Linked DNA regions of Mus musculus: all the other regions are linked to region 3. A link is a contact called in public Hi-C and HiChIP or PLAC-seq data. All regions are on one chromosome and are shown on one strand. The core of a region is the stretch at or near the end of the contact, and the rest is flanking DNA. Distances in the headings are between cores, read along the strand shown.

What was found. Hi-C and Micro-C count contacts between places; a contact is called where the count stands out from the background. HiChIP or PLAC-seq counts read pairs in DNA pulled down with a chosen protein or histone mark.
Region 1: an H3K4me3 HiChIP or PLAC-seq map of stem cell-derived neural progenitor cells shows a contact between it and region 3, with 7 times the contacts expected there. The contact joins the enhancer-like site here to the promoter of Bdnf in region 3. A contact is called at or near these places in 1 of 15 datasets of contacts at CTCF or cohesin (the NIH/3T3 cell line), 2 of 484 Hi-C or Micro-C datasets (the 3T3-L1 cell line and the C2C12 cell line), 11 of 115 datasets of contacts at active chromatin or transcription factors (the NIH/3T3 cell line, bone marrow-derived dendritic cells, craniofacial prominence and 7 more) and 1 of 9 other capture datasets (embryonic stem cells).
Region 2: a contact with region 3 is called in an H3K4me3 HiChIP or PLAC-seq map of embryonic limb bud, with 6 times the contacts expected there. The contact joins the enhancer-like site here to the promoter of Bdnf in region 3. A contact is called at or near these places in 1 of 39 promoter capture datasets (the 3T3-L1 cell line), 2 of 15 datasets of contacts at CTCF or cohesin (the NIH/3T3 cell line and pro-B cells), 7 of 484 Hi-C or Micro-C datasets (the 3T3-L1 cell line, embryonic fibroblasts, liver and 3 more), 8 of 115 datasets of contacts at active chromatin or transcription factors (the NIH/3T3 cell line, embryonic fibroblasts, embryonic hindbrain and 4 more) and 2 of 9 other capture datasets (adipose tissue and embryonic stem cells).
Region 4: a Hi-C map of liver shows a contact between it and region 3, with 1.8 times the contacts expected there. The contact joins the enhancer-like site here to the promoter of Bdnf in region 3. A contact is called at or near these places in 3 of 484 Hi-C or Micro-C datasets (the AML12 cell line and liver) and 10 of 115 datasets of contacts at active chromatin or transcription factors (the NIH/3T3 cell line, craniofacial prominence, embryonic forebrain and 7 more).
Region 5: a contact with region 3 is called in an H3K4me3 HiChIP or PLAC-seq map of neural tube, with 5 times the contacts expected there. The contact joins the enhancer-like site here to the promoter of Bdnf in region 3. A contact is called at or near these places in 1 of 484 Hi-C or Micro-C datasets (3T3-L1-derived adipocytes) and 8 of 115 datasets of contacts at active chromatin or transcription factors (the NIH/3T3 cell line, craniofacial prominence, embryonic forebrain and 4 more).

Annotation. Positions count from the first base shown.
Region 1 is chr2:108,917,096-108,921,105 of GRCm38.p6, reverse strand. No RefSeq gene overlaps it. Among named protein-coding and RNA genes, the nearest start is that of Gm39905, 38 kb to the right of the region's middle. Within about 2 kb of position 1,420, at least 9 of the 459 cell types and tissues checked have an H3K27ac peak or open chromatin away from gene starts, as enhancers often do.
Region 2 is chr2:109,014,441-109,018,317 of GRCm38.p6, reverse strand. No RefSeq gene overlaps it. Among named protein-coding and RNA genes, the nearest start is that of Gm13923, 6.2 kb to the left of the region's middle. Within about 2 kb of position 1,832, at least 14 of the 459 cell types and tissues checked have an H3K27ac peak or open chromatin away from gene starts, as enhancers often do. A contact at or near this core is called in the NIH/3T3 cell line and embryonic limb bud, where this site is marked.
Region 3 is chr2:109,690,923-109,695,002 of GRCm38.p6, reverse strand. It overlaps Bdnf (brain derived neurotrophic factor), which reads right to left and starts at 1,440. Exons shown (of 2, transcript NM_001048142.1): 1 at 1,094-1,440.
Region 4 is chr2:108,753,739-108,757,658 of GRCm38.p6, reverse strand. No RefSeq gene overlaps it. Among named protein-coding and RNA genes, the nearest start is that of Gm39905, 130 kb to the left of the region's middle. Within about 2 kb of position 1,303, at least 4 of the 459 cell types and tissues checked have an H3K27ac peak or open chromatin away from gene starts, as enhancers often do. A contact at or near this core is called in liver, where this site is marked.
Region 5 is chr2:108,783,283-108,786,837 of GRCm38.p6, reverse strand. No RefSeq gene overlaps it. Among named protein-coding and RNA genes, the nearest start is that of Gm39905, 96 kb to the left of the region's middle. Within about 2 kb of position 1,432, at least 32 of the 459 cell types and tissues checked have an H3K27ac peak or open chromatin away from gene starts, as enhancers often do. A contact at or near this core is called in the NIH/3T3 cell line and neural tube, where this site is marked.

The DNA.
Region 1 (4,010 bases), core at 171-2,670, 770 kb after region 3:
GAGAAAAGTGACCTTTGAGATTAATGCCTCCATAGTTCTGCCCAGTTCATGCCCCTGGTAAGACCAATATAAGATCTGTCAGGTATGTGAATAAGTGGGGTCCTAATGAGAAGTTGTATTTTTCCTCTCCTTCATGTACCTAAGTCCTACCCTGCCACTCAGATTCAGTAAGAGGCTCCTTAGGATCAAATATATAATAGCTGTTCAATAAACATCAAATGTTCAATTCAACAACATAAACAAAGAAAAGACAAGAAGCTGTGCCCTGGCTTTACCTTGCCAGACAGCATCTTTTTTCTCATCTCCTATTACTTCTGTGATCTCCCTCAGAAACATCAGCATTGAAGGAGCTGAAGAAGATAAAGACTGAAAGGAGAAAAGCAGGGCTTAGAAGAAAGGCTGATTTTTTTTTTTTTTTTTTTTTTTGGAGCCATAGTTAATCTCTGCAGCAGCTGCAATGTCATGGCTGAGAACCCTGTTTTAAATGAGCCTGCAGAGTCTGGTCCACATGCTTTCTCACATGGTCCTGCTCAGTAGGGTGGTTTTAGACATCCACTCTACTTAAACACCAAGAAGCAAGTCAGCAAACCCTCACACATTCTCAACTATTATGGAAACGAAGTGCTTGCTGCAGCCTCAGACCCTTAGTCTTCTCCACGTTAATGTCTCTCCCTAAATCCATTTTCTTCATAACACTCCAAGACTGGGTGACCTATTGTTGGCTTCACATATCTTGCAAGGACAGTATAAAGATCCGATGCCATGGAAACAAGTCTGGGGACTGAATTCAGTATATCTCAGTTCTGGCAATCCGCCAATTAGATTCACTTAGAAGTCATTACATCCCTTAGGATTTTGATTTAATTTCTTTAGGCCAAGACCCAGGACTGGGTCATGACAACGATTCCTCAGTAGATTCTTCATGTGCAGTTGGGGGTCTAGTATCATTAATTTGATTGATCTCATTCTTAGAAGAAAAAGCCCAGGCATAATTTGCCCGTTGGTCTTGCAGGTTAAAAATGTTGAAGAAAATTAAAGTAGAAAAAATAATCATTCCTTATTTTTTGCAGACATATAATTAAAATTTTAAAATAGCAAAGCCAAAAGGTGACATTCATGTCCAAGATGAACCTAAATACGTAGTTTTTATTTTTATCAAAAGATTTGACTTATTTGTGGCATCATGTCAAGATAGAGAAGCTTGGAGGTTTTGAAACTGGTCCTAGGATTAGAAATTTGAAAGGATTTGTGGAGAATTACGAAACAAAAACACTGTCTAAATTTAGCAAAAGTAATTTCCCAATGAGTTATTGCTCAATATTATCTTTACATATTAAATCTTAGCCTCCCTAAAAGAGAAATAGAAGGGCTTTATGGATTTTTTCTAATATATAGGACAGTCTCTGAATATACACACAGGCAGAACAACTCAGACTGGCCTTAAAAGGAGAAGCAGGTCATCTGGTTTTTATCAGCAAGGGAAGTAAGGACTGGAGAAAGGAAGATGTTAGCAAGGCAAAGCAAAGCTCGACTTTTTCTCTCTGCATTATTTTTTTCTGTTGTTGATTTAAGCATTTGATGTTTATTGAACAACTACTTTGTACTTGGTTCTTAGGAGTAAGATTTAGCTAGCCATGTGAATGAAAAGAGAAAATCCTGATAATACCTAAGGCCATCTGTCATTCATCTATCCTACAGATCTCATATTAGTCCTATCAAATACATGTCTGGGCAGAGAACATGGAAAGGCTAAGTTATCTGCACTGTTGACCTTTTTCTTAAAGAGGGACTTGTTTTGAGCATAGAGGAGTACAGCCTGGATATCTATTTCTGTGTACAGAAGTGAAGCAACTCTAACCATGAAAAATTAATATATTTAAAAAAAATTAAGTCCTTGAGTATATCACTTTTTCCCCAAATCAGACCTTGTCTGAGGACCGCCTCAGAGAAGACCTCAGAAATGAAGGACAGTTCAGCTGTAATTTCATATACATATCCAATATGTTTTAAAGTATAAGTATTTTTCATTTTGACTCAAAACATGTATGCATAAACAAAACAAAACGGAACAACCCCTTATTTGTAATTGTCTTGAAATTTAAATATAACTAGATACATTCTTTCTCTCTCTTGGTAATTTTTAAAATTCTTTAAAAAAAAATCAAGAACTTTCTTCTTCTTACAATCTGCCAGAGTTTCTTTTTTTCTGTGCTCATAGGGCTTAGCACCCTGTACTGTGACTAACCAGTAATATTCTTGCCCTTTTGCTCCACAAGGTACAAGGCTCAAGGAGTCTGGCACAAATAGGCTGTCGGAAAAGTTGATTGAGTGGATGACAAATATAAGAAATATATTGAGCACAAACTGTGACTGATTCACAACTAGCTTTCTTTCCTGCATCAAGGGAAGCAATCCCATGTGCAGCTGACACTAGTCTTATATGAAAATATTTTTGGGGCTGGCCAAAGCTTTGTTCATGAGAACTTCCCTCTCCATTCTGGTCTTATAGGCGCACAATGAAGCAGCTTCTGTTACCTTCCTACCCTCTGGTGGGTCTGGGCTGGGTTATTAGGCTGGCAGAGTTGAGAGGCACACATTGTAGCAGGTGTCTCTCTCTGCTGTTGAGACATCCAAAGGCACTGTCTGCCTGCTGTACCTCAAAGCTGAAAGCCATTGAAATAGACCCTGTAGGGGGTAGTGAGGGCATAGGTTTTCTGTGACTTTGTGTTCTTGCTGTGTGTAAATGTCAGAAACTGATAAATTTTAGAAAAAGGAACTGGAGACAAAAAGAAAATTTAACCTTGAATGCTGACTTATTCCCATTGTCGTGAGCAATGCATGATTCACCTACACATTGACACGTCCTGGAAAGCCTGTGTCATGTCTCCATTTGTGATTTTCAGAAACCAATTCTAGTCTTTCTCTTTATGAGGGCAAGTACAGAATCCATGGAGTTGACTGGCATTGTCCAAGGGAAATGGTAAAAATAGGAGAGCCACACGTAAGTGTAGAATTTAATGTATGTTAAACACCAAGCAATGATGTCTGGCTTTAGGAAATGGCAAAGACTAGGAAGGACTTACAGGCACTCCAGATACAGAGTCAACACTGTCTTAGTTTCTTTTCTTGTTGCTGTGATAAAATACTCTCACAAAGGCAATGCAAGGAATCGTGCTGGTTAGTGTTTAGTGTCTGCTTGCTACAGCGCAGGACCATATAGGAACAGAGAAACTCAATGGGAGAATTTCCCAGGTTAGTTTGGGCAGTGGTGGCCATGTCAGTGTGAGATCATCTTTGACTGATGGTTTATGTGGGAGGACCCAGAGGCTGGTATGGAAGAACCCAAGACCTAGAGAGCTGGGAAGCAGCATCCCTAGTCCCTAGGCAGGTGAGCCTGACCCTGGCTGTTTAAAACAAGAAGCTAGTTGATAAGATAGTCTTTTACAGATATGCCAGAAATCTGTCTCCCTGGTGATTCTAGATTTCATCAAGTTGGCAATACTAAACATCATCTATGAAATGAGCCTGAGTATATACATCGTTGACAAAGCCAAGATTTGAATTCAGTTCTGCTAATTTTTAATCACCTGAACAGTAAGACTTCTTGAGTCTACTGATTCTGAAGTTTTTACTGTTAGTGAGAAGTCTTTAGAAAATATTCATGAAAAATTTCAAGCATAGAGCTTCATGGGTATGATATTGAACACAGTGTGGTTCTTAATCTTCTCTACTTCCTTGATCTGATAATAGTGCTCAGGCCTCCCTCTCCTCCTTCTTAGGATATTAATATCAGAACACCATTCAACAGAGAAGTGGTTTTCTGGGAAGCTTCGAGTTTAATGGCAGCATCAAGAATGAGCCTCCCAATGCTTAGTCCATCACAGAACCTTTGCCCCATCACATCTTGGCTGTTGGGTGTGAAGACTAAGAACAGAGCATCAATAATTAAAGGTACAATCACAGCAGAAGCTTCCGTTAGTTATTTTTCTTCAACCCTGACATTTTATGAG
Region 2 (3,877 bases), core at 583-3,082, 680 kb after region 3:
CCTCTGGTCTTTATATACTAATATGCACAAGGACATGTGCCTACACACATGTAAACAGGTACTTAAATCACACATGCACAGTTACTTTAATAAAAAGTCTTAACTTGTTCATATAGAGAATGTTGCCTTTCTTAACATTTGTCCTTTCTTTTCCCAGGTTTTTTTGCTTTTGTGAAAAGATCCTAAATCACGGCCACATGCTTGGCTTATTGGTGCCTTAGACAGATCACTCTTATGGTAGTATTCTTCTCCCATATAGTTATATTTATGGAGTGTATCATAAGAGTAAAGGGTAAAAAGGGTGTATAAAGATGACAAGGATGGGTGAGACATAGACAAAGACCATTTAAGGAGAGATTTATAGACATAGTCCTTTCTGGAACGTTCTAATGTAAGCTCTTCAAAGCTGTCTATTGTCAGCTATAGAACTTTATCTTCCCTGAGCCTCTTGTTTATTTGCATATATGTGCTGTGAGGGAAGTGACCCCTGCCAGCTTCAGTTGTGCTTGCACAGGGCCAGAAGAGAAGTGTTTGGCCACACATGGATGAGAAGACATGCTTCCTTTTCATTCTTGCCCTGACAGATGTGGAAGATATGATTTATTACATGAGGCTGAGACATTTTGTGTGGCTGTAATTACCTAAGGCATCTCAAACAGCTTCATGCCCCTTCTCTTCTCTGGTGAGCTGCAACTTATGGCACTTCTGCCCCAATTGGAGAGAGCAGAAAACATGTGTTTATAGTTACTATAGAGGCAGTGCAGGCCTATGTAGTCTCATAAGCTTGCCTGGGATGGGGGCATGAGAGGCCATGCAGAGCATGAAAGGAAACCACTGTAAAATGAAAACCAGTCATCATTCCCATGTGATCATCTTTATTGGCAGACTTGCCCTCTGGGGCCACCTTCTGGAGTACAGACCTTAGCAGAAGATGGAGGACAGAGGAGCTGCCAGAAAATTAACTCTACTTGAGTCTATTTTATGTAGCAGGAAAGCCAACAGTTTGCTTCATTTGCACAGTCTGTCTCTGTATATCACCATCTCTTTGCCCATCCTTCTACCCCCTCCCCCTTTCTTTCTATGTAGAAGCCAGAATAATCCTTCGAGTCTGCACACATGGTCATATTACTCATGTTTTTAAGTCCTTTCCTGTGTGTGTCCTTGTGGGCTCTAAATAATCATAAACAGATGCCTTCCCATTTCTCCAGTGACATGTCCTGTATCTCCTTCCTAGCTTCCATACATTCTTTACACTTTTGTCACAAAAGCCAGAGAAATGTCATATGTATACATTTTGCTTCTATGGCTTTGAGTAAATTAAACTTTTCCTTTTCCCTAGGCTGATTTTTGAAGGGCTTCAATCCTAAGTCTCTTCCCCCAGGAAGCATCAACCTTTAGGGACTATTTATCCCCTTGTTAAGGACTCCTCACTATTATCCTTCCTACACCCTGATCAATGTTTCATGGATCTATGGTCTAGTTCCCCTGGGATCATGATACTCTTCTGATGGAGACCACCTGTTGATACTACTTTTATCTGGAAAATGGGTGTCTGTGACCTGTTTCACCTCACTGCTAAGATTGTAATCTACCACGTTCAGATAGCTCCTCTGAGCTAGGTTCAAAACAGAGGACTCTGTTTTCTTGGTCAGGCTTCCTCTTCTCTGCCTGATATGGGGATCCTGACCCCCAAACTTCTCCCTGAGAAATGTCACATAGTCGTTGGCAAACCTACAAGTTGAACTTCCTCTTTCCCAATAAGAGCCTGGTCAGCAAGTACCAGGGATATTTGGAATGTCTATCCACACAAATGAGCCATTCACAGTACTTTAAGCTCCAGCCAATAATTTCATTCACTCTGAAAACTCCTTCCTATTCTGTAGGGTCATGTATAGCCCTTGTCTACCATGAATAAACACCAGCTGTTTTCCTTCATCTCCCAGCAGCTTCATTCTTCCAGCCTGGTGTGCAGTGCTGCCTGGACACCCTGAGGGAGAAATCACACACCCAGAATCACAGTTGGTTCCTAATGAAAGCATATACATGAAACCACAGTGATCTACTTGCTTAACAATTAAAGTGTTTTGTGGCACTTTATGTTGGCACAATGTTCCACCTCTCCCCTTACTCATTATTAAAGCCTTGCTAGCCTTTATGGAGTATGTGTTGTTCCACTTCCTGCTGCTTGACCTATCAATGAACCACTCAAGGTGGCACTTTCTTCTCAATGTCATCTTACCTTTATTACAAACCCTCTTTAGCTCATCCTGACTTTTCAGGAACTACTGTGTCTTAGAGAAGACAATGCTGTCTTATCAGTTTAATTGGGTGTATGCGTGTGTACCTCTGTGTGGGCATGGGCATGTGAGTGAAGGTGCCTGTGCAGGACAGAAGTTTTGGACCTCACCGATAGAGAAGGAGTTACAAGCAATTGTGTGCTGCCTGATGTGGGTGCTGAGACTCAAACTCAAGTTCGCTGAAAGAACAGAGTGCACATTCTCAATCACTGAACCAACTCTCCAGCCTTTAAAGGATCAATTCAAAGACCGAAAGACTGAAAGAGGTGACTTAGAACATTGATAGTTCTCACAAGACTGAAAAGTAAACAAAAGAGAATACTCATGTACAGTGACAGTCTATGGCAGAATTAGACAAGAAGTTTGGTGAGCAGTAAGTAAGCTGAGTCTCCAAAGGTTATTGCTCATAGGTTCTTGACTGTTTCCTAGTCCCTTTTAGAATGGAGTAGGACCCCAATAAAGATCAGAGTCTATAAATGTAGGTGCAGTAAGGACTCCATCTCTCCACTTCGAAAATCTCCCCGTGACATGCTGCCTTCCCAATGGAGAATACTGTTACGCCATCCAACGAACTATGGTAGGAATAATCACATAATTAGGTAAGCAGAATACATGTTTTGGATATTGGGTAAGGATCAAAATAAAAACACTGATTTGGTGAAGAAAAAATGGTTACTGCTATTTTGTTACTCTCCTGTATTACTGCATGATGTGATGGTTTGATAAAATTTGGCACAATTAAGTAAAAATACCAATAGCTACTTTGATAAGAATTTACCTGATCTGGTCGGTCGGTCAATATGAGTGCAATGGCCTTTCAGCTGTATTATAATTTTGTCACCTTGAAAATGTGTTGGAGGGAAATAAAGCCTCCTTTTCACCACAGAAGGAGAGGACCACAATTTTCAGTCAGTGACCTGGACTCTCGGTCTGATACGGGGAAATGGAAAGGATTTTAGTGTTAGATTATTCTGGCCTATCTAAATCTCTTACAGCAGGGTAATTATTTCCTCACATAACTTTGTACACTGCAAGGGATAGTATTAATCTCAGAGCATTGCTATATGGAGAAAATTATGAAATCTGAGTGGAGAATCTGGCAAAAATAAGGAAGGGCAACAACATCAGTGAATTTTAGATATTCTTACAAGTTTTGGTCACTGAAGGTGGAAGGTTGTTTAATCCAAGAGTGTGCTTCCCAGCACACCTACGTTTGAGCACAGCTGGCAAACATTCATTCTCAGAAGCATCCTTCCAAAGCATTCCCTTATTTATGACATCCTTCTCCTGATTTTTGTCTTATGAACCTAGATATATATATATATATATATCTTACACGCGTTCGCGCGACCGGCCAGGAAAGACGCAACAAACCGGAATCTTCTGCGGCAAAAGCTTTATTGCTTACATCTTCAGGAGCCCGAGAGCAAGAGAGAGAATGGCCAAACCCCGTCCCTTTTAAGGAGAATTATCCTCCGCCTAGGACGTGTCACTCCCTGATTGGCTGCAGCCCATCGGCCGAGTTGTCATCACGGGGAAGGCAGAGCACATGGAGTGGAGAACTACCCTTGGCACATGCG
Region 3 (4,080 bases), core at 191-2,690:
CTAGCTCAGCTCTCCTGGCCCTCCCCTCCCTCCTCCTTGGATCCTCCCTCTCTCCCTCCGGCTCCCCCCATCCCCAAGTCCCCATCCCCAGTTTCCTAGCCCAGGCTCCACCCCCAACTCACGAATTGTTTTCACTAAAACACCAGTTCAAACTCAAACTCACAGCCTGTGGCTCACCGCCCTCAGCAGCCCCGGGGGGAACAACACCACCCCCCCCCCACCCCCGGCAGCAATTTCCCCTTCTTCCTTGTCATCAAGCACAAAGCCCCCATCTTCAGCTATTTCTTTCTACGCTTAGGTCGCTTATCCATTGCTCTTCCTGTTTCAGCATCCCTGGAAATCAAAACTAGCCTCTTCATCCTCCATAAACACCCAACCTACTCCCGGATGAAAGTCAAAACTTTCACTTCCTCAGGAGGATGCCCAAAGGGAGGTGCGCAGGATGGACAGAGGGTCGGATACAGGCTGTCCTGGAGTTCCGCAGACCCTTTCAGGCCCCAGCGATAAGAAGGGTCCCAAGTTTTCCTAGTTAAACGTTGACCTTGGACCTGTAAGTAAGCTTTGGTAGTACTCCCTAGAGAGCAGGTGACAGTGAACAGCCTGTTGTGATACCCAGGAAAAGAGATGAGGACAGAAGGCGCCAAGACCCATTCTCGGACTACACACCACCCCGGTCCAAATTTGCGTGGAGAGTGCCTAAGCCGGTGGTAAGGGCTCTCATCCCAGCCCTGTCCCGGTGCCATCCGTCTGAGCCCCCAACAGCTGTCGCTCTATATCTCTCTCACCACCCTTCCTCGTCTGCGGGAGGACTTCGGGGATCCCCGGGACGCAGGCTTAGCTCCCATGGCGCAAGTCGTCCTCTTCCCTTGGCTTTTTCTCTCACACTGAAGGGATTCCTGGGGTCGCACTGTCCCTCAGAGTCGTGGGATCCCGGGAGAACGCTCCCCAGGAGCAAGCCCGCCCCTCCGCTGTCCCGGGACGAAGGTGAAGCCGGAGTTCTGCAGTCCCACAACTTCTCAGTCCCCTAGCCAACTTTCCCGGGCGCACGCGCCTCTGGCTCTCGCACTTAGCCCCACGCCCCGCAGTCGCCTACCTCAGGGTCCACACAAAGCTCTCGGATCCCCGGCAGTGGAGTCACATTGTTGTCACGCTTCTGGTCCCTGCGCCCTGCCCTGGGCCCCGTGCGCTTTCTCGTCTGCCCCAAGGCAGTGGTGGCAGTTGAAGGAACCGGGTCTCATCAAAGCCTCCCAGGCGGAGGTGGCGCGCCGCCCCAGGCGGTTTCCTTCTCCAAGCCCGGGAGTCCCGGGCGCACTGGGAACCGTGCGACAGCCAGCCAGCGGGTGCGCCCCGGCACGGCAGCAGCGACGGGCACCCAGAGCTCAGCCAGAGCCAGGCACTGGGGTCAGACATTATTTAGCTCTTCGGTTGAGCTTCGATTGGTCAGACAGCGCCGCCCCTATCCCCTCCCTGCTCCGCCGCGCCACCGATACCCATTGGGGTGGCTGCTTAAAGGGGACGACGCGCCTTTTCCTTGCGGGGGCTCAGCCCTCGGAAGCCCTCGGAAGCCCTCGGAAGCCCTCGGGGTATCCCTGATCGCCTTGCACTGGCTTCTCTCCATTTCCCCGGAGCTCGCTGCTTAAACCCAAAGCTCTGTGCCTGCCCTCTGCGGTCTCCGCAGGGTGCCCTTTGCTAGGAGGGGTGGTCGAATCCCGGTTCCTAGGCACCCTACTCCCCGCAATGTGCTCTAGAGTAGGAGGAAGCGAGTGTGAGTCTCACACGTTCAAATCTTTCTCCCCTGGTTTGCAACTCTCCCCATCTTTTCCATCCCAGCACCCAAGTTCTGTGGGAGAGGGCGTGCATCCACCCCCACCCCCAGGCCCCGGCCCCAGACACACCTTCCCGCACCTTCCCGCACCACAAAGCTAGAAAAAGCGAACACACAATGAAACTACACAGAGTGTGCGGGGTTATGGTTTACTCCGCTACCTTAAACACATCGGCTTAACCAGAGTTTGCGCCCTGACCTCTCCGGAGTGTGCCTAATAGAATTCAATCAAGATAATAACAGTATTTTTTATTAATGAATAACCCCGGATAGCATTACACCAAGTTACTGCTTCTAGCCGGGAAGCCTAGGCAATAACAGACCTCACTAAAGCCATATGCTTCCCAGCAGACCAAACGGGGGCGGGGGGGGGGGTGAGGAAAGAGAAAGAAAAGAAACCCACCTTTTTCAGTCACTACTTGTCAAAGTAAACATCAAGGCAGCTGCTCTGGGGAAGACCGGTCCCCAAGGTTCTAGACTCTTACTATATATTTCCCCTTCTCTTCAGTTAAAAGGGGGAGGGGGCGAGTCTTTGGTGGCCGATATGTACTCCTGTTCTGCAGCAAAGAAGTTAAATTATTGATAGTGGAAATTGCATGGCGGAGGTAATACTCGCACGCCTTCAGCGAGAAGCTCCATTTGATCTAGGCAGAGGCTGGGAGATTTCATGCTAGCTCGCCGGGGGTGGGTGGGGGGAGCGGCAGCGAGAGCAGTCCTCTCCTCGGTGAATGGGAAAGTGGGTGGGAGTCCACGAGAGGGCTCCACGCTGCCTTGACGTGAGCTGTCATATGATACCTCCTCTGCCTCGAAATAGACACTCTAGTGCACGAATTACCAGAATCAGAATTCCGCGCATTTAAAATGATACATCTTTTATTAGAAGAATTCCGTTCCAGGGCATTGCATGCTTTGTAGATGTTTTCACTTCCAGTCCTAGCAAATTCACGCACACAGAAGCCAAGCCTGTCATTATCTAGGCAGCAACAACACATCAATATATATATGTATATATACTTAACCAGGATTTAGGGTGAGGGGTGGGTAGCTCACTAAGCCCCCTTCCTCTAGAGCAGAGAGTGGTCTTTGGACCGTTTTTGTTTGGTTGTTTGATTTTTTTTTTAACCTATGAGAGATCAGTTACATGACTAGGTTCTGGAGGGCTACTTTCATTTAGCTGTATGATAAACTCTGCCAAGTGTCTACCTGGATTGCTGCTTTGTTAAACGTTGCCCCTCTAATCCAGCCAATAAGTAAAGGCTAGGGCAGACAGACCTTTATTATTCATTTTATTTTATTTTTTTTTAGAAAAAAATATAAAAGAACAAGAGGGCAGTATTGAGCACGGTGCCACAGCCTCTTGTTAACATAATCACCTGTCTGAGGATTAAAAGAGAGGCTCCTTCTTCTAAGGCTGGCCTTTAGTATGTCTGAGACAGGGCCCAGTGATTAGCACTGTAATAAGCAATTCATTCACAGACGATTTCAAGTCACCGTGAAAAATTGGCATATGTGACTCAGAAAGGAGGCAAAAATGGGTATCCGAGACTCTTGCACCCCAACTTCTGTGACCCCTTGTATGTGAATGCTTGTGAAATCTGAATGACTTAATCGTTGTTAAGGCATTGCTGTATGACTGTATCTGAATGCTTAAACATTAAATTTCCTAGAGGAAAGGAGGTTCATAACAGTTCTTTTTCCCAGATGTCTGTTGTCACCAGAGTGGGCTATTGTACTGAATATATGGCGGTAGTGTATACTGAGATTCATTTACCAAGGGCTGATGGTTAACAAAGTGAAATTACTAATATTTGCTATTTGAAAGCTTCCAAAACCTGCTGACAGAAATCTTTCTGTTTTATAAGTGAAGAACCAGAGATTCAATACCTTATAGTAATTCAACCAAGAATACCAGAGATCCACCCTTAAAGACCTCAAAAGCTCAAGCGAGAAAGGCCTCCTCCTTCTACCCTTTGTCCTTCAGTAAAGGGAAATCATCAGAACTCAAGCTACTTTAGAGTCCCCTTACAAATTGTTGCTCTGGATAGTCAGGCTATTCAAATATATGCACACTCTCAGAGTGTCACTCACAGTTCGCTTTGCCCCACTGACAACTTGGTGGAGCATGTGATCAAAACAAAGGATCTTACAACACAGATGATAGAGGGCATGAAGCTAGGCTTGGGCCACCTTAAAGACCCTCTGTTTCTTCCTAGGTTATAGGCTGAATATAACCATGATTTCTTCTATCATCATAA
Region 4 (3,920 bases), core at 54-2,553, 940 kb after region 3:
GAGGCTGCTGTAACTGTGGTCTAAAGGGAATAGGCTAAATCCTGAACTGGCAGCATAACTTGGCAGCATTGCCCACATGACTCTACGTTTGCAGATATTAAAGATGCACAATTTGGGGATTCGTCAAATTTTTAGCCATGTTTTCAGAAAGCTGCTGTGGCCAGATGATAAGCAGCAGGATTGTTGTCCCTGAAAATAGGCTCTAAGAGACTGGAGCTCTGAGTCCGAAGCAATGAAGCACTTCAATTATAGCAGAAACTCCAGGGTTTGGAGGCAAAACCTACATAGCATACACCAGGAGAAGGAGGTAGCATGTGGAGTGTACACAGTTCAACAGAGAGGATATATGCTTGCAGGTAGCAGACCTGGACTAGTTGGACTAGCTAAACTCATTGGAACTCAGAAGGCTCCCTCCTAAGCTTTAGATATCAGGAACAACTATACAATTAGGTATTTCCCCTGTTTTAATCTTGCTTTGGTCTGAATATTCCTTCCTACATCCTCATTTTTTCCATTTATGGAAAAGAGGATGTGTGTGTGTGTGTGTGTGTGTGTGTGTGTGTGTTTGTGTGTCCCAACTAGAGTTTCCCTTCTCTCTACTTTTCCAAGGACCTCCTACCTCTCCTCCACTCCAGATCTACTCCCTTTCTGTCTCTAAGAGCAGGTACAAGAATCAGAGACCCACTAGTTCACACATTCAGTACTTCCATTAAAAATACAAAGATAAATGCTATAATATATACACAGAGGACCTGGTACAGACCCATGTGGGCCCTGTGTTTGCTGCTTCAGTCTCTGTGAGTTCATATGAGCTTTACTTAGTTGATTCACGGGCCTTGTTCTTCTGATGTTCTCCATCCACTCTTGCTCTTAAGCTTTTCCTGTCTCCTCTGCAGTGGGCTTCCCTGAGCTCTGAGGGGAAGGATTTGATGGAGACATTCCATTTAGACTCACTTACCACACAATGTCTGGCTGCAGGTCACTGCATCTATTCCAATTATCTGTTGGAGGATGCTACGAAGATGATTACTAACTAAGACATTGATCTGTGAGTATTGAGGAATATCATTAAGAATCATTTTATTGATACTTTTCTTTAGACCAGTAGTATTTGTTTTCTCTGAGCTATCTAGTCTCTGGTTCTTTGCCATGCAATGTCAGGTGATAGTTTCCATGTCATGGAGTGGGTCAAAAGTCAAATCAGAGATTCCTAGATTATATTCACAAGTATTTCCCTAGCATAACTGGCAGGCAGGACAGATTGTAGATCAAAGGTTTTGTGACTGAGTTTGTGTTAACATTTCTCCTTTCATAACCTGTAGAGGATCTTCCTATGCCAAAGACACTAGAGCATAGTGGTAAAGACTCTATGTAGATGTTCAGTGAGTTATGTGGGTGTTGTCTGCAGCAATGGAGCCCTGCTGTCAGTTTACAGTGTCTTAATCACAGTCTGCATTGTTTGAGACTTTCATGGGATCCTCTTGGCCAAAAACTCAGTTGAATACAACACACAACTGCTACTGAAAGCCTCATTTGGTCACAAGAGAGGTCCTCATTCTTACCTTTTGGAATGAGAATGTTTACCCTGTTGGGATTGCATAACTAGGGTTTTCATTTAATAAGATCTCATAGTTAAGAGATTACCATGAGTCTCAGAAAGAGACTTTGACCTTCTAAATTATACTGAAACTGGTAAATATTACGGGAACTTCTGAGGTTGGGCTGAAATTATTTTGCAATGTGTTTATTTAGTCTTACAAAAAAAAAAAACCAAACAAACAAACCACATTTCCTTGTTTCTCTCTTTCTTCCTCACCTGTCTATCTGCCTAGTCCCTGGCCAGGAGTGATCACTGCATTCTTGTGAATTTTCTCTTACCAATGTGCATATTATTCATTTTGTCTCTTCCAGTGCATAATTTTGAGCACATACGTCATGCATGGGTGGTATGAAAGAGATAAGAATTTTGATTTATTTTTGGGGGAGGAATCTGACATTCTAATGAAAAATAGATGTAAATAACTAGTAAGAGTAAAAAAAATAAGTAAAGAATAAAAATGAGTGATGAATACCATAGAGACTGGCATTATAGAGTGATGGTAAAATTTTTAGTGAGGTAACACAATCACAAAAGAACAGTGATATGCATTGACTGATAAGTGGATATTAGCCCAGAAGCTCAGAACACCCAAGATACAATTTGCAAAACACACATGGAACTCAAGAAGAAGGAAGAACAAAGTCTAGATACTTTGATCCTTCTTAGAAGGGGAAACAAAATACCCATGGAAGGAGTTACAGAGAAAAAGTTCGGAGCAGAGACTGGAGGAATAACCATCCAGAGACTGCCCCATCTGGTGATCCATCCCATAAACAACCACCAAAACCAGAAACTATTGCTAATGCCAACAACAACTAGCTGACAGGAGCCTGATCAAGCTGTTTCCAGAGAGGCTCTTCCAGTGCCTGACAAATACAAAAGTGGATACTCATAGCCATCTATTGGATGAAGCACAGGGTCCCCAATGAAAGAGCTAGAGAAAGAACCCAAGGAGCTGAAGGGGTTTGCAGCCCCAGAGAAGGAACAGCAATATGAACTAATCAGTATCCCCAGAGCTCCCTGAGACTAAACCACTAATCAAAGAAAACACATGGTGGGACTCATGGCTCTAGCTTCTTATGTAGCAGAGGATGGCCTAGTTGGTCATCAATAGGAGGAAAGGGCCTTTGTCCTATGAAGCTTCTATGTCCCAGTATAGAGGAATGCCAGGGCCAGGAAGCAGGAATGGGTGGGTTGGGGAACAGGGGAAGGGGGGAGGTGATAGGGGATTTTCAGAGGGGAAACTAGGAAAGGGGACAGACAACATTTGAAATGTAAATAAAGAAAATATCTAATAAAAATGTTTTTTACCAAGAAAAAAATGTGAATATAAATTAAATTGTTTAAAATACTCTTTTTCAGCTTGATTTTTGGGATATATAATTAATCACATATCTTATCATTTCCCACTTAAAGCAGTTATATAAGGGTTCACAGTATTGTTAAATGTAGGGGAAATTCAGTGTAAATAGTTTTTATTAGATTATTGTTAAGTTTTAGTTTGATTTATCTTCTATACTGATGGAAGGGTAAACTGTTTATATTCACTCCATAGACACAAGCTCAGACAGCCCCTTGGATAGCATCTTTCTTGAATCCTCCATGTCTGGGTTGTATCTGTCTTTGTTTATCTTGAGAGCAGGCTTTTGGGGATGTGCTGTGTGTAGAATGACATGAATGTATTTTATATTAGTTTCTTTCACAGGAAAGAATTGCTTGATAATTTTTAGAAATTGGATGCTGCCATTGCAGAATATAAGTTATAGCTCACATTACACTGACAACTGGGCAATAATGCTCTACCAGCAATGTTCTAGTAGAACAATACCAAAAACATTAAGTCCTTTTTAAATGTATGAGTGAATGATCAGTGGTAGGGACTAAACGTGTGACTCTTACCATTATTAGAGAATAAGAGATTACTGAAAGGGGGACAAAGGGATGTTCTATGGCAAAGAATACTCATTTATTCAGCCACCACTTATGGAGTACTTATAGACTAGAGTGCTTCAAAGCATTGGATATAAACTGCCCACAAAGACAGACAGAATTTACTGGCCACATGTATTTACCAGACACTTGACTAAATAATCTATAATTTGTCCACTTTTGCTTGTTTTAAAAATGGATGTTGTGAACACCCCTGGGGAAGCAGTTACGAACAAAACAAAAAAATAGATTATAATGTTATTAGAGTACTGAATATGGTGTATTTGAAATCATTTCAACTAGTTCACTCCAGAAAGAGCCCTTCTATTTGTGAAGGACCTTAATCCTCCCAGATAATTTCCTCTAATGTACTACTCCAAATCATGTCCTA
Region 5 (3,555 bases), core at 183-2,682, 910 kb after region 3:
TGGGTAATGATGGTCCATGTGCTGAGAGAGGAATTTTTTCGAAACTCCTGCATAGGGTATTCAATATCAAGTGGCAGTCAGCCCTGTATGTATGTATATATGAATAACAGCAAAGGCACTAAGCAATCTACACACAGGTGTGTGTATGTCTTTGTGTGTGTGGTGTGTGTGTGTGTGTGTGTGTGTGTGTGTGCGAGAGAGAGAGAGAGAGAGAGAGAGAGAGAGAGAGAGAGAGAGAGAGAGAGAGAGAGAGAGAGAGAGACGGGGCGGGGGGAGGCATGAATTTAAGAGGAAAGGCCATACTTTCTGTTTCTTCCAGATTTTAGTGTCTTCAAAATTCTTGGTGTAGCTTGGTTTATGGAAACAAGACTTTAAGCTCTGTCTGCACTTTTCCTTAGTCTTCTTGTGCCTTTCAATACTCAAACATCTAAGTTTCAATTTCCCTCATTGGGAAACCATTCACATGGAATTTAAGACATTCTCTAATCCCGACGTTAACAGATAAGATTTAATATCTAAATTAGGTAATAGTAATGGGTCAAGAAATTAGAACTCAGGATATCTTTTGGGGAGACATGGTTTTAACCTACAATACAATGGTCTGGTACCTGAGATTCTGCAGTCCCCTTGGCAAAAATGCCTTCCTTCCTTTCCTGAAGTAATCACTTAAGAAACCTCAGTTGAGCCTTAGACTGTCCCCCCAGAGCACTGAAAAATCACAGACTCGTGCTATGTTCTCAAACAGCCTAGTCAGTGGAATCACCTAAGGTGCTCCATCCAACAGAGACCATGAGCCCCACCTGATCTGATTCAGACTCCAGGATTCCGTGCTGCTACCAAGTTTTGTGATTGATTGGTTAGGTTCTTTCTGTACACTGAGCCTGAAGTATGGGTTGCTTTGGAAACTAGATTCAATGCGTCAGGTAGAACAGGTTGAACAGTGACTATTAGAAATCCTCAGTCATCCTTTTCCTCTTGGCGGTCATATCGCGCGTATTCAGATTTCCCACAGCGCAGGTGCCTGGGACAAATCCCAAAAGCAGTTTCTAGGCTCTCCACGTCAACGAGCAATCCAATCTGTCGCCTCTGTGTTCTAAGAGCCTAGCCTAGGGCTCAACGAGAGAGAGTCTCAATCTACGGGAAGGCTTTGCGGCACAGAGGTTAGGGAAACCTTCATCTAAAGGCTAAGCTGTGTGGGGATGAGGCCAAGTGTGCCCTGCAGGTGAGATGGCTGCAAGCCTCCTTCTGACAGCTGAGGAAGAAATGGCTGCTGCAGCAGCTTCCTTGAGATTCCTCATTAGGGTTGCCTCCACCTTGAGCACACGTGTGGGAGCAAGTGAGGGAAGTTAGCATAGGCGAGCTGCTGGCCTAATGGGCGGATGGGCCGCAGGGGAGGGAAGGCATGCTGTTGGTGACTCAGAGTCAGCAAGAGTCAGCAGGAAGTTGGATTTAAGAGGTACTGCCGGGTACTTTTCCATCCTCCCTCCTCCTTTCCTCTCTCCCCACCAAGATCCCGTGGTCCAGGATGCCAAAATGCACAGGCCAAACACAGCTTGCTTTCTAGAGCTGCACAAACCGTTCTGGCTGGTTTGAGCTGGCCAAAATAAAACCACTGAAGCATCTGTCAGAGCTCAGTGAATAATGTACAGGGCTGCTTTTGCAGGTGGTTGTTTTAACTGATGGCATGGACCACGTGTTTTCTGACCAACAACCACCTACTATTTTGCACACCTCTGACAGCACTGGGTTCCTGTCATGACAAGTAAAACAAAACAAAACAAAATAACAAAATGTATGATAAATGATCAGTTTAAAAATATATGACACATGCCATTGGAAACTTGTAGCATATTTTGGAAGCAGTATCCCATTTTATAGATGAGGAAACAAAGGCTCTTTTCCTGTACTGTTGGTAGACTGTAGAACTCTATCTTCCATGTTATTGTGTCTCTCTGGTAAGCCATGAAGTGATTGATAGCTAGGCCAGGCTCCTTCCCACCAGTCTCCCCATGAGAGACTAAATATTGCTGTGCATCCATCCCTCTGCACTCGGTCAGCTCCGATTAGTTTCTATTTGTTTGGTCTCGTGTTTTACACTCATTTACAGTGGCTTCTGCTTTCTCTTCCTAGTTTATCATATCATTAAACAAGCAGGCAAAGTAAGTCTGCAATCAAACACTTGCAATTCTATTGCTGTCCTAACCATGATAAACTGTTTCATTTTCCTATTCATTTTCTTATTCAGGTGAGGGTGATAATAATTAATCAAAAGATAGCTATGAGTGGCCTATAAACTCTGAAATGTTTCTGACATAGGTAGTGTATATGTATGTAACTCCGATGTAACTCTTTCTTGAAGGTTTTTTTCCTTAGCTAATTTCTGGTCTGTTTGACACTCAGTGAAACTTTGTGTACTTACACACTTGTTCTTTGATTGTTCCATTGCTGTCAACTTTGTATATGAACAGAATATTTAAAGTGTGTCTAGGAATTCCTCACTGCTCCTATTCAGTTATTGATATTTTTCTATACCTAATACTGGAACATCCCTAGAAGCTCAGTCACTGAGGCCCGAAGTTCACTTAATAGAAAGTCAAAACAAAGTGACTCGGAATGTAGGCCCAGCCTCTAACTAGTAAACAGTGAACCTCACAGCCTCCCTGATATAAAATGGTTCATAAGCCACTTCGTGGAGATGCTTCTTAATTACTTTACTGGGAAAACTATAAATCAGATACTGTCAGTCATGTCTACATGAGACTAATAGAAGATATGATAGGCCTTGGGATACTGGATACTTAAGCAATATACAATGGCAATCTCTCTCTCTCTCTCTCTCTCTCTCTCTCTCTCTCTCTCTCTCTCTCTGATGAACTTGACACCTGATATAAGGTGAAGTCTTTCTGTGAAGCGGAACCTCCTCAACTGAGTACATATTTTGATCACAGTGTCTCACAGGCAACTCTGTGTGGAATTTTCTTGATTAATAATTGATGTGGGAGAGCCCAAACAATTTTAGCAGTTCAACCCCTGGGCAGGGTGGGCTATTCTTAGGGTTAGGGTAAGACAAAGTCAGATTCAGGTTTAGAGTGTATATGACAGTTTGTATAAGAAGGTAGGCTGAGCAAGACACAAGGAACAAGACACAAGGAGCAAACCAGCAAGCAGTATTGCTTCATGGGCTCTGATTCATTTCCTGGCTCCAGGCTCTGTCTTGTATTTTGTTGGACTTTGGCTCCCCATTATGATAGGTAGTAAACTGTAAATTGAAATAAATCCTTTCCTCCCCAACTTGCTTTTGATCATGGTGTTCTTTCTCTCTTGCTCATAGGTGTGTGCATTTATGTGTATGTGTATATGAATGTTCATATGTGTGTATGTAAACATTTGTGTCTATATGTTTATATATGTGTGTATATGTGTTTATGTGCCTATATGTATATTTCTGTGTTTCTGTGTTAGCCTAAGTATGTGTGTATATATGTGTATTTATATGTACATATATTTATATAATGTGTGTATATGTGTATATATCTGTGAATATGTCTATGTATG